Linked DNA regions of Sus scrofa: region 1 is linked to region 2. A link is a contact called in public Hi-C data. All regions are on one chromosome and are shown on one strand. The core of a region is the stretch at or near the end of the contact, and the rest is flanking DNA. Distances in the headings are between cores, read along the strand shown.

The links. A called contact is a pair of places that touch in the nucleus more often than the background predicts.
Region 1: a Hi-C map of liver shows a contact between it and region 2, with 6 times the contacts expected there. The contact joins two enhancer-like sites. A contact is called at or near these places in 3 of 47 Hi-C or Micro-C datasets (alveolar macrophages, liver and skeletal muscle) and 2 of 2 datasets of contacts at active chromatin or transcription factors (alveolar macrophages and skeletal muscle).

The regions. Positions count from the first base shown.
Region 1 is chr1:268,562,754-268,566,976 of Sscrofa11.1, forward strand. The region is part of intron 2 of SLC25A25 (solute carrier family 25 member 25); the gene reads left to right. Among named protein-coding and RNA genes, the nearest start is that of PTGES2, 26 kb to the right of the region's middle. Within about 2 kb of position 2,793, at least 54 of the 83 cell types and tissues checked have an H3K27ac peak or open chromatin away from gene starts, as enhancers often do. A contact at or near this core is called in liver and skeletal muscle, where this site is marked.
Region 2 is chr1:268,456,732-268,461,089 of Sscrofa11.1, forward strand. No RefSeq gene overlaps it. Among named protein-coding and RNA genes, the nearest start is that of TRNAE-UUC, 22 kb to the left of the region's middle. Within about 2 kb of position 2,065, at least 23 of the 83 cell types and tissues checked have an H3K27ac peak or open chromatin away from gene starts, as enhancers often do. A contact at or near this core is called in liver and skeletal muscle, where this site is marked.

The DNA.
Region 1 (4,223 bases), core at 1,543-4,042, 110 kb after region 2:
AGAGATTCTGTTCTGTTTTTTCTAGAAGATAGTTGCCCATGTTAGATAAAACGTTCATAATTTTTTGTTGTCTCCTGAATATTGATTTCACTTTCATTTGGCATCGTTTCCAAATCTCTTCTCAGATTTGTCTTGTAAATACATCCCCCCAAAGAACCCCCCAAACCCTCAATAGCACAATGAAGTTTACCAGAATTATTTGAAATCTATAGTTTATTGGGAAATGAGCATCTCCAGTTGAACAACGTATTTATTCAGTCAAAACATTTGCCAGTTTGAGTTGGAAGGACTCGAGTGATCATTGGAAAGAGAGACACGTCAACAGATCTGTGTCATTTTTGTTTCAGAAGCACACGTGAATATTTAACACAGGAAGTTCAGCAAAGTTCAGCTCTTTTACTTAGAAATGTGGATTTCCTTTTTTTTTTTTTTTTTTTTATTTCCTTTAAACTAAAAATAGTAATATATTGTCCATTGAGGTGGATTAAAGTACCCTGCAGACTCTCTTCGCAGACCCTTGGGGAAAAAAAGCAACGGAGGGGTCCTCATCAAGGGTGATTGTGTTTGTTTCTCGGGGTCTCAGAGGCCTGCCGAGGTCATTCAGAAACTGCTTCTGTCAAGTACCTTCCATGAGCAAGGCAAGGGCTCTTTGCAGGCAAGGAGGCACTAAGGTTCTGCCTTCAAGGACCCCAAGCGTAGAGATAGGAGGTATGTAACAATAGCCCCAAGGCAGAACGTTCTGGATTTGGGTGGCTTAAGAGGCAGCTGAGTGTCCGGGGTTTCGGGGGAGGCTGAGCCGGAATCTGCCTGGATAATCCTGAGCTGCCTCTGGGTACCTCGTGGGATCCACCCTGGTGGATGGAAGAAACGGGGCAAGACCTGTTTTTACAGACTCGTTATCAGGTCTCTCTTAGAAAGGCCGAGATATTGTATATGCTGTTAAAATCCGTCTCATAATGACGCACAGAGGCATCAGTATCTTACTGTCAAAACCTTTTTCCAGTTCTTAACTAAAAGCTTCTTAGTGAACGCAGAAAAGTACTTTGGTGGGTCCCCCCACGATGCCCATCCGTTTTCACCCATCCTGGTCGTGAGGTTTTGTCTATATTAGGAAGTGGCTGTAAGAGGAACAGGGCGAGATGGATTCCTTTTTCGTCTCTGTGACGTCGTCGTCCTCTCTTCTCTGCAGCAGGAACCTGACACTTTCCGGGGGAGGAATGAGGTGGAGGTGGCGGGCTGGCCCTTACATAAAGATCAGATCTTGACGGCCCAGGGCCTGAGGTTTTCTCTCATCCTCACCTAAACAGGACAGTTTAGGGCGGTGTTGCTCAGTAAACCTTCCATGATGATAGAGATGTATATGGGGAATTTGTGTGGCTGTTGAGTATCTCAAATATGGCCATGTGACAAAGGAAATGAATTTTTTTTTTTTTTTTTTTTTTTTTTTTTGTCTTTTTGCCATTTCTTGGGCCGCTCTTGCGGCATACGGAGGTTCCCAGGCCAGGGGTCTAATCGGAGCTGCAGCCACTGGCCTACACCAGAGCCACAGCAACTCGGGATCCGAGCCACGTCTGTGACCTACACCACAGCTCACAGCAACGCCGGATCTTTACTCCACTGAGCAAGGCCAGGGATCGAACCCGCAACCTTATGGTTCCTAGTCGGATTTGTTAACCACTGTGCCACGACGGGAACTCCGAAATGAATTTTTCCTTTCATTTACTTTTGTATTATTATTTTATTTATTTATTTATTTATTTATTTATTTATTTATTTATTTATTTTGGTCATGCCCACGGCATGCAGAAGTTCCCTGACCAGGGATCGAACCTGCACCACCGCTGTGGCAATACTGAATCCTTAACCTGCTAGGCCACCAGGGAACTCCCTAGTTTCCTTTAATTGTAATCCATTTAAAGTTGAAAAACTTTTGTATGGAGCAGCACAGTTCTAGGCCAGAAAGCTACAATCCCCTGAACTTCTGAGTGTTCTGAGTGGACATGGCCACAAAGACTAGGTCTGAGGGACTTAAGTGAGGCCCGGGGTTGACCCCAGATTGGTGCTGCTGAGGAGCCCCCCCCTCCCCCCCCCCCCCCCCCCCCCCCCGCACAATGACCTTTGGCCTAGCATGTCCTCTTCCCACCCCTCCAATGTCAGCCCCTTGGCTCTTGTGGGGTCCCCAGGTGGCACCTTCAGGGGAAGGGGTGCTTATGGGCAAGGTGGCATGAGAAAGATCCCTAGAGCCAGCTGAAACAGTCTAGAAGGCCCTGTGGCCCAGGCAGCTGAGTCCAGGGCTCAGCCGGCTCGGCGCGGGGGGGGGGGGGGGGCAGCCCCCCGGGGGGGCAGCCCCCCTGCAGTTGAATGACCCCTTCCAGCCACTTCCAGGACGCACCCCCTACTCCCGACCCCACCAGCTTCTCCCGTCATGGCTAAACCACCCGACCCGTGAGCACTGAGTCGATCCTCCATCCACTTCTCTTTCTGTTGGGAATGATTTACTAAGGGGAGAAACCACTACTGTGTGACGCGTTTGGGGACCTTGTGGAAGAAAAACAAAACAAGCCAAAGGCTCTGTTTATTTGCAGGGGTTGGCAGCTAGAGGGTAAAGGTTTGGGGCAGGATCCCCAGGCAGGACCGGATGCGCCGCCTGCCTCCGAAGGGTTAACTGGGGAGCAGGTGACGTCAGTCCTGATCCCTCCGCACTCGGCCGGCCGCCTCCACCTCCTCGCGGGGGCCTGTGCTCATTGGCTGCGGGCGGGAAGTACAGTGAGCGACTTTTTTCAATTAAGTAAAAGGGCAGGGCTCAGGCAGCCAATGACAGCCGTGCCCCGGCATATCCTGGGCAAGTGTGCCGGGCTGGGCAGCATTCCCCCGTGCGCACGCCGCCTGAACCGGCTCCCGCCAGCATGCTTTGCCTGTGCCTGTATGTGCCCCTCATGGGGAAGCTCAGACCGAGTTCCAGTACTTCGAGTCCAAGGGGCTTCCCGCCGAGCTGAAATCCATCTTCAAACTCAGTGTCTTTATCCCCTCCCAGGAGTTCTCCACCTTCCGCCAGTGGAAGCAGGTCTGTACGCCGCATCAGGGTGGGCCGAGGGAATGGATGAGCCGGGGGAGAGGGTCCTGCCGCCTCTCGTGTCCCCACTGTTTCTGAACGTGCCAGGTTTTTTTTCCCGCAGCTGTCGCGTGGCGAGAGCCGGCTGAAGGGCTACGTCAAGGGCGTGACTGGCTCTCATGTGACTTCCCAGAAAGGCTGGAATTACAGGGAAGGCATTTGTGGGAGATGGAGAGGAATTCTTTTGCGGAGAGGCGGGTTCTGAGGAGTGTGGGGCCAGGATGTGGGGGCACGGGTCTGGCTGCTGTGGGGCTCTTTCTGAGCTGGGGGGCAGAGAGGCCAGCGGGGAGGCTCCTTGTTGGAGCCCCAGGAGTTGGAACCGTGGCTTCGGAGGTTGGAGGTGACAGGGCTGTGCCCTAGGTGAAACCAACCAAGGGGCAGGAGTGGGGCAGCCTTCCCTGGCGTCTCTCTGGAGTAGGAGGCAGCAGAAATCATCACTGCTTTAAGTTGGGGAGACAGCTAGAGTCTGTGGGGGTGGCCTGCCTCCTAAAGGACACCCTGACTTTTCTGTTAATCAGACCCTGTGCGGTCCCCCCCAGTGCTCCTGATGGCAGTGCAGCTCAGATGGTATCCCTGGGGCGGGGGCAGGGAGGGCGATTTGGGTCCTAGGAGGGAGATAGGTCTGAGGGAGAAGCACAGACTTGGAAGATCTGAAATCAGCTGCATGAGCACATGCTTGGGTTGTCTGTATCAGGGGCACCCACCCCAACAAGGCCCATGGATGGCGTTGGTGGCAGAGCAACCTGGATACCCACAAGCTTCACGCCTAGTGTTCGCCTCCTCCCTAAATGACATGCAGATTCAATTTCCGCCCCATCATAAATCTAGGGTGGTAACCTATACGTAATCGGTGTCATTCTTGGCGGAGCACAAGTGTCTGTGTCTGCAGGCAGTTAGCTGGTAGAACATGTACCAGCATCTGTCTCACATTCCAGCCCCACCCCCCAGGTGGCTCTTTGGACCATGTTAGGTGACACGGGATCTGGAGAGCACCAGCTAGCCAGGGGTCCATCCGTTTCCAAACCCAGTGGCTCAGAAGACAGTGAAACCCACACTGGTTTGTGGAGAGTGAATGTGTGTCTCGCAAAGAGAGCTGGGCAACAGACGGAGG
Region 2 (4,358 bases), core at 815-3,314:
TTGCCCACAGACTGGGGCAGGAGCTGAGAGGCACGGCCGTGGATGGCAGGGCCCTGAGATCAGGGCCCACAGGGCCGAAAGGCCTCTCAGAGGAGGTGGCTCTTGGGCTGAGCAGAAGTTCAGCCGAGTAAAGTAGTGGGTAAGGGAGCTTGGGGATGAGGCAACGGCCAAAGCAGACACCAGGAGGGTAAGGTGTAGCCGAGGTCAGCAGCCAGGGCCCCAGCCTTCTCCCCAGCTCCCCCTGGCCCCGACCCCCAGCCGAGTCTGCCCTCCCCCTGGCGGGGAGCTGTCTTCTGCCTGCCAGAGTGGGTTCCAGAGCTGGCTGTGCAGAGGGCCCCTTCCTGCAGGCAGAAGCCCCCCACACCTCAGCCCCACCTCGCTCAGGGCAGTGTTCCAGCTCGCCCTGGCTCAGAGCCAAGCACCCCAAGACAAGGCAGGTTCAAGCCAACAGGGGCAAGAAAAGGCACAGAACCCCCGGGGACCCTGAATTCCAGCGTAAGGCTCAGCTCCTTAGACACCCATGTGCTCCTCGCCCACCTGCTGGAAGTGCCCTCGCACACCACACACCTGGGACCAGAAGACCTGGCAGCATCACGGTCAGCCCTGGCCCCCTGTCGCAGAGGGGCAACCGAGGCCAGCCAGCCCACCTTCTGGACCTGGCCGGGGACGGGGGCGGAACAGACGGCGGCACAGGGCTCCTACCACGTGCCAGGAGCCAAGCTGGACATCTGACAGGCATTATCTCACCGCAGCGGCCCAGGAACACTGCGCGGCAGGCACCAAGAGCCCCGCTCGGTTGGGAGGGCCACTGAGCCTTGGGGACCAAGTCCCCCACTCAAGGTCGCACCAACAAGAGGCAGAGGAGGATGGGAGTGTCCTCCCCACCCAGGCCTGCAAGGGGCAAGGCACCAGCCTGACCGCACAGGTGGCGAGTCCTCCCCAGGGCTCCTTCCTCCCAACCAGAGGGGCCCCCTCCCAGGTGACCTCTGGGCAGGGAGGAGGCGGGTGCTTTCAGGCCTGCATTCGAGAGCTGTTCCAAGCCCCCAGCACCAAAGAGGCTTAGGGCAGAGACCAAGGCTTTGCAATGACAGCCTCAAGCAGACATCCAGGCCAGACACAGGCTGGCAGCTTCAGGCCTCACCAAGGCCACCAACGGCACAGTGTGACCCCATGGAGAGCCAGAAGGTCCAGGGGTGACAGATCTCAGGTCACAGAGTACATGTGGGGCCCAGGGGGCAGGTCTGGACAAGTCCCCAGAACCCAAACCACTTGCCAGACAAGGTAGATAATGAAGAAAGATACCCCACGCCCTCGCCCCATGGCAGTTCCAGGTTTCGTTAGCAGCAAATCTGATTTCTCTGCCCAGCTCGAACCTTTCCAGGCCTGTCTGATGAGATGAGGGTAAATCTACACCAGCTGCCACGCGTGTTATTCTGCTCATCCCAGCAGCAGGCAAGTGACCACGCAGTCACTACACGGCCATCACCAGACTCCACACACCGCGTTCCCAGGCTCCCGAGGCTGGTGGGCAGACGTGCTAGCAGCTATCACGAGGTCCAGACAGGGCTTCCTGAACACAAGTCAGGACTTCCAGGTCCTGAACAAGCAGAGTTCACAGGCACTCGGGGCCATCAGACTCCTACTAAGAAGCCCTGGCCAGAGTGGCTCCCAGGCAGAGCTCAGAGGAAACGGTCTCAGTGAACAGCCCTGGCTCCACAGAACCAGATCACCTCGGGTCAGGGTTCTACCACTGCCAGGCTGGCAGGCCAGTTGGTAGGGGCTGCCAGGCTGGCACCTGCCAATGGTGTGGCCAGCTGGCGAGAAAGGCAGGTCCAAGGAGCAGACACCAAGGCCAAGCACAGGCTGGGCAGCTTTAGGCCTCACCAAAAGCACCAGCAGCAGAGTCTGACCCCAAGAGAGCTCTCGGAGCTGGCCTGGTGCCATGGCCTGGCTGCCACGGGTGGCCTCTGCAGGCTGCCAGCAGGATGTCTCTCTGCAAGCACCCGCCTCTTCAGCCCCCAGCTTGCACACACAAGGCCGTCCACAGGAGCCCCGGGGCCAGGCTGGCAGACCACAGTCAGGGATCCAAGGGTGTGCACTGGGGCCAGGAGGAGCCCAGAGCGGGCAGCCCAGGGCAGAGGCAGTTGCAAATCCCCTTGGGCCAAATGCTGCCACGTGACACTGCTGCCAGATCTTCCTATTTAAAAGAAGCCAAGAGTCTGGATTTGTATGCAGTCAAAAACTAAGAGCGCTGCAGAGGGCAACAAAACCCTGGCCACATTTGGCCACTGTGCTCTCTGTACTTGCACCTTCCAGCACCTACTAAGTGCCAGGTGTGGTGCTAGGGACAAGGAAACCCACGGGCCCACCTGGCCTGCCCACCTTCTCTCCAGTCTGCCCACTCTCCTCCTTCTGCTGCCACAGCCCAACCAGGCCAGCACCACCAGCACAGCCACTCAACTATCCTTATTGAACACCGGTCCGGCCCCCTTGCCTCTTCTCCACCTGGCAGCCAAGAGCCAGTGTCCTAATCAGCAAACCAGGCACCCTGCTCCCCTGTCCCTTGGCTGGACCCCCAAAGCCAAAAGCGGTCCAGCCCAGCTACCCCATCTTCATTTATTCCAGCCGGCCCCAACTGTGCCAGCCTCTTGCTTCGCCCTGGACCAAGTGCCTTCCCACCAGGGGCCTTTGCCCAACCTCTTCCCAACCTGTCTCCAGTCCGATCCCCTCTGGCCCTCAAGGCTCTGTGAAGGGTCACCTCCTGGGGGAAGTCCCCCCACCACAGTGATCGGTCCCATCCTGGGCCGTCATGAGCGCCATGAGGGCAAAGGCATGTCCAGCCTGGGGGTGGGGGCCCAATTGACACCTGCCTAACAGATGGACAAATGCCTCCACAGTCAGTCCTGGGAGGACCTGTCCCAGATCTGCCCAGCTCTGAAGTCTCCGAGATGCCCCCAGACACACCGTCACCACCCCATGAAGAGGAAGCAGGGCTGTCTGGTCCCAGTCGCTTCTGAAAGCCCAGGACCAAGAGGGTGCTCGCTAAGTGTGGAATAGGGACCCATGCCTGCTGGCCTCCCTCGCCCTCCCTGCTCTGTCTCCAGCGCTCCTGCACCGAGCACGGAAGTGGATGCCCTGCCTGCCTCGGGGTCCCATTGCACCGCCACATCCCTGTCCCCTTGGGCCCCAGGGACAGAACCATCTGTCCATCTCCACACCAACTCCATGTTAAGGCGAGTGAGAGCAGGCCTTGCGGGGCAGCAGATACAAGCAGTGTCTGCAGCCTTTTCCCAGGAGGGAGGCAGAGGGAAGCAGAGGCCCAACCAAGCCTGCAGTGTGTGTGCAAAGACCTGGCCTAGCTGCAGGGCTGACCTGTCCAGGGCCCTCTTCACACCCCCAAATCCTAAACATCCCTCGGAAGCCTTCCATGCCCGCCTGCTCAAGGCTGGGCCCATGGAGGGGAGGCAGCCTCTGTGCTGGAGCAGGCGTGCCCTTTTTCAAAAGGCTGCCCAGTAAAAACCTCACTAAGGAGATCAGTGAGAATTCAAGGAAAGAATGAGGGGGGAGCCTCCCTCAGGCACCAGGTCTGCTGCTCAGATGGCCAGGCTCCCAAGTCCAGGGCAGGAAGCCTGGGCACCCTCTTCCCTTTCTGGCCCAGCCCGCTCCTGCCTGCAAAGAGGGGGTCCTAAGGCACAGGAACAGAGGTCAGAGCTGACCAGAGTCCACGCAGCTGTGCCCTTAGCTCCTCGTATGAAGTGACCCTGAACCACGACATTTCTGCCCCAGCCTCGGCTTCCCTATCTACTGGCCAAGGAGGCACGCTCCGCCTGGCTCCCCCAGGGGGAAGTCAACGCCTCCCTCTCACCACCAGCCACGTGCACGGGGCAGGCCACCGGACCAGTGCCAGCTGGGCACGGAGACTACTCAGGATGTTTGGGATTCCTCCTGCCTGAAAGACAGATTGGCTCAAGGCTGGAAGCCCGCCCTGGGGAGACCACAGCCTGGCCCACTGCTTCCCAACTCACCAGACTTGGCTGGGACCTCTGCATCCCTCGTGGACCCCTGGGGAAGCCTCCCTAGGGCCGTTCAGATGCATCTGCTTGGAAGGCCTCTGGCAGAGACCTTGGCAAATGCCCAATGAGTCCTAGTGCCAGCCCGTGCCTGGCCCTGAATCCACAGCAGTGACTTCAGCCCTGCCCCCACCTAAGGCCCGGAGGCCCCTTTCCCTCAGATCTCACGGGATCTGGCCCAGTGCCTTGAAATGATCCAAATCTGGACTTCCCAGTACCACCCGATGCCCCCAAAAGAACCTCATTCAAAGGTTCGGGGACATTCCATGGGGCTGTTGCTGCTTCCAG